Regions from separate parts of the Sus scrofa genome. Here region 1 is linked to region 2. The links are chromatin contacts, called in public promoter capture Hi-C maps. All regions are on one chromosome and are shown on one strand. Each heading gives the region's core, a stretch centred on a gene start, on an enhancer-like site or on the middle of the called end of the contact. The rest is flanking DNA. Distances are from core to core; before and after follow the strand shown. Region 1 overlaps EGFR (epidermal growth factor receptor). Region 2 holds the start of SEC61G (protein transport protein Sec61 subunit gamma).

What was found. Promoter capture Hi-C pulls out the DNA fragments that hold promoters and counts their contacts.
Region 1: a contact with region 2 is called in a promoter capture Hi-C map of liver, with 6 times the contacts expected there. The contact joins the enhancer-like site here to the promoter of SEC61G in region 2. A contact is called at or near these places in 1 of 5 promoter capture datasets (liver), 14 of 47 Hi-C or Micro-C datasets (adipocytes, embryonic fibroblasts, epiblast stem cells and 7 more) and 2 of 2 datasets of contacts at active chromatin or transcription factors (alveolar macrophages and skeletal muscle).

What each region holds. Positions count from the first base shown.
Region 1 is chr9:139,406,686-139,409,385 of Sscrofa11.1, forward strand. The region is part of intron 1 of EGFR (epidermal growth factor receptor); the gene reads left to right. Among named protein-coding and RNA genes, the nearest start is that of EGFR, 110 kb to the left of the region's middle. Within about 2 kb of position 1,311, at least 20 of the 83 cell types and tissues checked have an H3K27ac peak or open chromatin away from gene starts, as enhancers often do. A contact at or near this core is called in liver and retroperitoneal adipose tissue, where this site is marked.
Region 2 is chr9:139,134,389-139,137,088 of Sscrofa11.1, forward strand. It overlaps SEC61G (protein transport protein Sec61 subunit gamma), which reads right to left and starts at 1,443. Exons shown (of 4, transcript XM_021063933.1): 1 at 981-1,443.

The DNA of each region.
Region 1 (2,700 bases), core at 61-2,560, 270 kb after region 2:
CCCGCCACCCCCTGCTCAGATGGGCCCAGATGCCTTCTGGTCTAGCCGCTGCCAGGCCGCCCACGACCACGTGAGCAGCAGCGGGGCTCCGCCTCTGGGGGTGCTGGGGAGGAAGGACACGATGCATTGCTGGACCCAGGCCAGAATTCCCCAGATTTCCCCCAGACCAAGTCCTGGTGAAATTCACCAAGAGTCTGCTGGTGTCAGGTGCTTCGGGTGGCAATTCTCCCCTGTCACTGCCTCTCCCAAGGCCCTGTCTGACAGGTGAAGGTGTGGTGGGACCACAGTTCGTTCATTTGTTTGTTTGTTCCTTCCTTCTTTCTTTTTTGCTTTTCAGGGCCTCATGTGCAACATATGAAGGTTCCCAGGGTAGGGGTCGAATTGGAGCTGTAGCCACCGGCCTACACCAGAGCCACACCGGATCGGAACCACATCTGCGACCTACACCACAGCTCACAGCAACGCTGGATCCTTAACCCATTCAGCGAGGCCAGGGATCGAACCCACACCCTCATGGATACTAGTCGAGTTTGTTTCCACTGAGCCACAACGAGAACTCTAGGGACCGAAGTTCTTAGCCAGACCGAAGTTTTCACACAGCACCGGTGGTCGGAACCAGCCTGGCCTTAAGGCGGAGGGTGTGTGGGGGCGGGTGGAAGGACAGGTACTGGGAGCACCCGTTTGTTTTCAGAAGAAGACCCTGGCCTTGGCCCTCTCCTGCAGTGATTGCTCCCTTGTTTCGATTTCTGTTGTCATTTGCCTTGGGTTTTTTGGGAGAGTCGGGGGAGTGGCTGTTTGTGGGTTTGAGTTTTTTTCTAACGCTCATGAGTAAACCAGCTTCAGTGTGTGTATATTTAGAGAGATGGCCTTGAAACACACTTGTGCATTAGAGGCTGATTTTTTTAAAACATGGGTAACAGGAGAAGAACAAATTTAAAGGGACATTCAAACCATTTTGGGAGGGAGCACTGATGGGCACACAGAAGCCACTTTTCTGTTTGCAGAAAAGGTCCTTCCCCCCCATTCTGGATTGGAAATCGTTGATTTCCTCGCAAATTACAGATCTTTTTCAGAATTCTTTTCAATAAGAGAAGAGGGTAATGGTTCTCAGAGACCCTGTAAAGAATCCAGGAAGGATCCCCAGGTGGCCGGGCGGGGGTGGGGGTGGGGGTGGGGGGGGCAATGCCTGAGAAAGTAGAAATGGAGGAAGCCTTGGTTTCTTGGGGGAGCACATTGCGGCACAGGGTGTGGTGACACCAGCGGCCCAAGACCGGCGCTGTGGGCAGCTCCCTCTGCTGGCGGCCCGGGTGGCCTGTCCTCACCTGCTTGGTGGCGTGGAGGTATGGCGACTTCACCTCTTGCCCAGCTGTGTCCCTTCAGCGGCCCTGTGCTGCGTGGCTGGGGACGTCCTATGATTCGTTCCTGTGTGGAGCCATCTCCCCAGCGGGCTGATGTGTTTTTTCAGGGCCCTGAGCACATCTTAATTCATTCTTGGCAACTGTTGTTGTACCATCTTGTTAAATACTGTTTAACTGAAGAAGGGAATGAACAGAGCAGACAGCCTGGTGGCCTCAGGGCAGGTCATGGAGCAGGAGTGGGGTAAACCCCTGCTCCAGCCTGGTGACACCTAAGGCTGCTGGCTCCACAGGGCGGCCCTGCACCAGCTGGTCTGCAGCCTTTGTCCTCAGACAGTGAGTCACAGGACCTGCACCACCCGGGGAGCACAGGGCTGGTGGGGGCGCTGGCTCGGCACTGGCCACTTTCCCACCCAGCGCCTCGGGTGTCGAAGACCTGGAGGCCTGGCGGGAAGCTGCGGGCTGCACCCTGTGCCGCGTCCTGCTGTCCAGCAGGCTGCCGACTGCAGCTGCCCAGGGGTCTGGGACGTTGGACCCACGAGGCCACGCTCCCACCACACACCTCCCTGCCCCTTTCGCACACCAGCTCCCGGCTGGAAAGGGTCGGCCAAGCTGCTTTGACCTGCTGAGTCCTGAGCCCCGTCTCAGGCAGGGGGGTCTCCGGCAGCAGCCCCACTGGGGCATTCTCAGCCCCACTTCCTCCCCCTGCCGTCCTCTGCGCTGGACTCTGTGCTGATCATTTGTGTCCCTCTGTGCTCCACTCCGTCCCCGTGCTTCCTGCACTGCAGGCCCAGCCTGGTCCAGCGGGCCCGCGTGTGGTGAGAGGAACTGGCTCTTCCTGGGCAGGTGATGGGCAGGTCTCAGCAGGAGGCCTCGGACCTGAACACCAGAAGATCAAGGACTACCCTCACCCCTCAGCCCCTGTGGGGCTGGGGCTCTCACCTGAGTAAGCGGCGGAGCTCCAGGGGAGCAGGTGGGAGGCACCCGGGTCACAGTGGGGGCAGAGCTTCCATCCAGCCGCGGTTTGGCCAGTGACTTTTGGAAGGGAAGTAGCCTTACTCACTTCCCAAGTATGCCTGTATGTGGAGACAGAGGCCCCTGCTGGGGGCCTAGAGACTCAGAACCCCCGCAGGGGAGGAGGCGAGGACGCCTGGTGGCTCTAGAAAGGAACAGCCAGACACACAAAAGTCACTCTTGTCATATTTTCACGTAGCGAGACTGTAAACCAAACCCTGCATTCCGTCCTTTCGTTAGTGCGTCCTGCTCTGTGGTCAGCAGTCAGTCAAGGAAAACTCCAGCCTCTTGGAGGGCCGGTTCTACAGAACCTGATGTGGACTCTGGTCTG
Region 2 (2,700 bases), core at 193-2,692:
TTTATTATAAACTCCACAGACACCAGTGTCCAGTGAGGTGAATGTCAACTGTGGTGCTGCAAGTCTAGAGTGGAGACAAATGTGGTTCAGATTGTTCCAAACCTCGGCCAAACAACACTTGAAGAGTCCATGGACTACTAGGTACAAAATTTTCAAATTCCAAAGACTGGCTGAACAGATATCCAGGTTCTGAGAAGCTATCAGCTAAACTCTAAATCTTTACATGTGGACACACCTTTTAAGGAAAAAGGGCTACATGTTTTACCACATAGTTTCTTTTGAGAACCCTATTGCAGAAGAGCAGGGCCACCCGGTATAGAGCTAAGGAAGCCAGCTCACTGTTGGTACTTTATTTCTAGTGCTTGCGGCAGAGGCCAGGCACACAAATACTCTATAAATTTCTGCAGAATGAATGAATGAATGAATGAATGCCACCCGTAAGAGAAGGTGGTGGTTCAAATCCCTTTCTTCCCTTTTTTCAGCCTCTCCAGGCCCAGTTCTCTCACCCACTGTGGAATAATGCATATGAAACACTAAAGCACGCTAGGAACTCTACGAACATCCTGGGCCAGCTACGCTGGGTCCCTCCTACACACCTGTCCTCGGCGATGAAACCGAAGGGCCCTTTCTCCAAACACAACGCACAACACCCAGCCCTCTGCACCGAGCATCAGGGAAGCGGCCTGAAACCCAGTAGGATCCCCCGGCCCAGCCCCACCCTCCCATCCCACAGGCCGGGACTGCGCTCTCCCGGTCACTCCGCCCCACCGCCCCAGACGCAAGCCCCGCGGGACCCTCCGCCGAAAGCGACCCCGCACGGGTGGCCGAGGCGGGGATGCAACGCCCCGCCCGGGGCCAGAGCTCAGCCTGGGGGCCTCGTCCCCGACGCCCTGCAGGAAGGCGGCCGGAGGGCTGGCCCACGCCCGCCGTCTCCGCTAGCCCCCACAGGTGGCCCCAGCGCCCGCCGCACGGGAACTCACCTTCTCGCCGCCGCCTCCGACTCTAGAGACACGTAGCACAAGAGTCCGCACACAGACGCCCACCGGAACCGGAAGCCGGGCTCGGCTACCGCCCGCTCACCTCTCCGTTCATTGGCCCATTGGAGCGACGTCAGCGCGCAGCCGCAGTAGGACGCCTCGGCCTCTCTCGCTGACGGGCACGCACAGTGTGGCCAACGCTCCGGGTGCAGCGTGGGCGGGGCGTGCTCCTAGGCCCTCCGCCGGGTGGGCGCCAGACCCAACCCCACCGACCCACCGCCGGCTCCGGCTCCAGAGACAAGTAACACAAGAGTACGCAGACGCCCACCGGAACCGGAAGCCGGCCCGGCTACCACCCGCCCACCCCTCCGTTTCATTGGCCCATTGGAGCGACGTGGGCGCGCAGGCGCAGTCGGACGCCTAGGCCCTGCTCTCGGACCTGCGCACGGAGTGCGGCTGAGGCCCCGGGGGCGGTGTGGGCGGGGCACGGGTGGGGCACGCTCGCAGGCCCTCCCTTGACCGCGGGTCGTGGGGCGGGGCGTGCTCGCAGGCCCTCCCACTGTGGGCGGGGCGTGCTCGCGGGCCCTCCGCAGTGTGGGCAGGTCGGGGGCCGGGGCACGCGTGGCCTGGCCTGCTCACGGCTGGTTGCTTCTCGATCGGGTCACCTTTGCTGGAAGGCCCAGCGGTCGGGCCATTGGCTCCTATGGGCTTCGTCGCGGGCGGTGACTTTTTGTATTTAATTTTACTTAAATTTTTTTTTTTTGTCTTTTTTTTTTTTTGCCATTTCTTGGGCCGCTCCCGCGGCCTATGGAGGGTCCCAGGCTAGGGGTCGAATCGGAGCTGTAGCCGCCGGCCTACGCCAGAGCCACAGCAACGCGTATTTAATTTTATTAGTCGAAGTGAAACTATAAGCAACGTGGTGTTTTCTATGACAGACCTAACGGGAGACGGTCTCCCACCCCAAACCTGGCCTTCCTCCGTGCCGTCCTGGGACTTCCGCTGGGCTGAGGCCGTCATTTGGGGTTCTCTGGATTTGCACTGGGGACTTAGAACAACATGTGTGTGTTATGTGTGGATTTGCAGACACGGACACAAGGTGGTCACTGGTGAACTTGTCAGCCTGTGATCCTGTGTTTTTAAAATGAAAAGCTCTTTTGACCATTATTTATCGAGCATCTACTGTGTATAACGCTCTACTAGGTGTTCTGGATAAGCCAGACTTGTCATACCCTCCTATCATGGTCTTGTAAGGGAACGCGCAGGGTAGGGAGGGGAACAAGAGAACAAAATGATTATGAAGGAAGCTACATGGCAACTAAAGAGGGGGTTGTGGAGAGGGCGGAATCAAGGTCACTGCAGGCCTCTCCGCAGATGTCACCTGGGCTAAAGGCCTAGGAATGAGGAGTAACTCAGACACGCCAGTCTGTCCAGAAAAGTCTTAACATTCTTAAAACTGAGGCAGAGTTCCCTATGAATTTTGCCATCAGTATGGACCACCCTCAGGACAGTGTGTGGACACTCTGTAAAATATAGATTCCTGACCCAACCCACTCAATCAGACTATCTGGACGTGTAGATATTAGAAACTTTACTTTAGGAACTGACGCTTTCACACATGTGAACTCAGCACTCAGCTGGTCCTGAACTGCCTTTATTCCTGTGGTGCCCTGGTCATGCTCCTTTGTTAGGCTAAGAGAAGATGTGTGTCACAGACCCCTGCTTT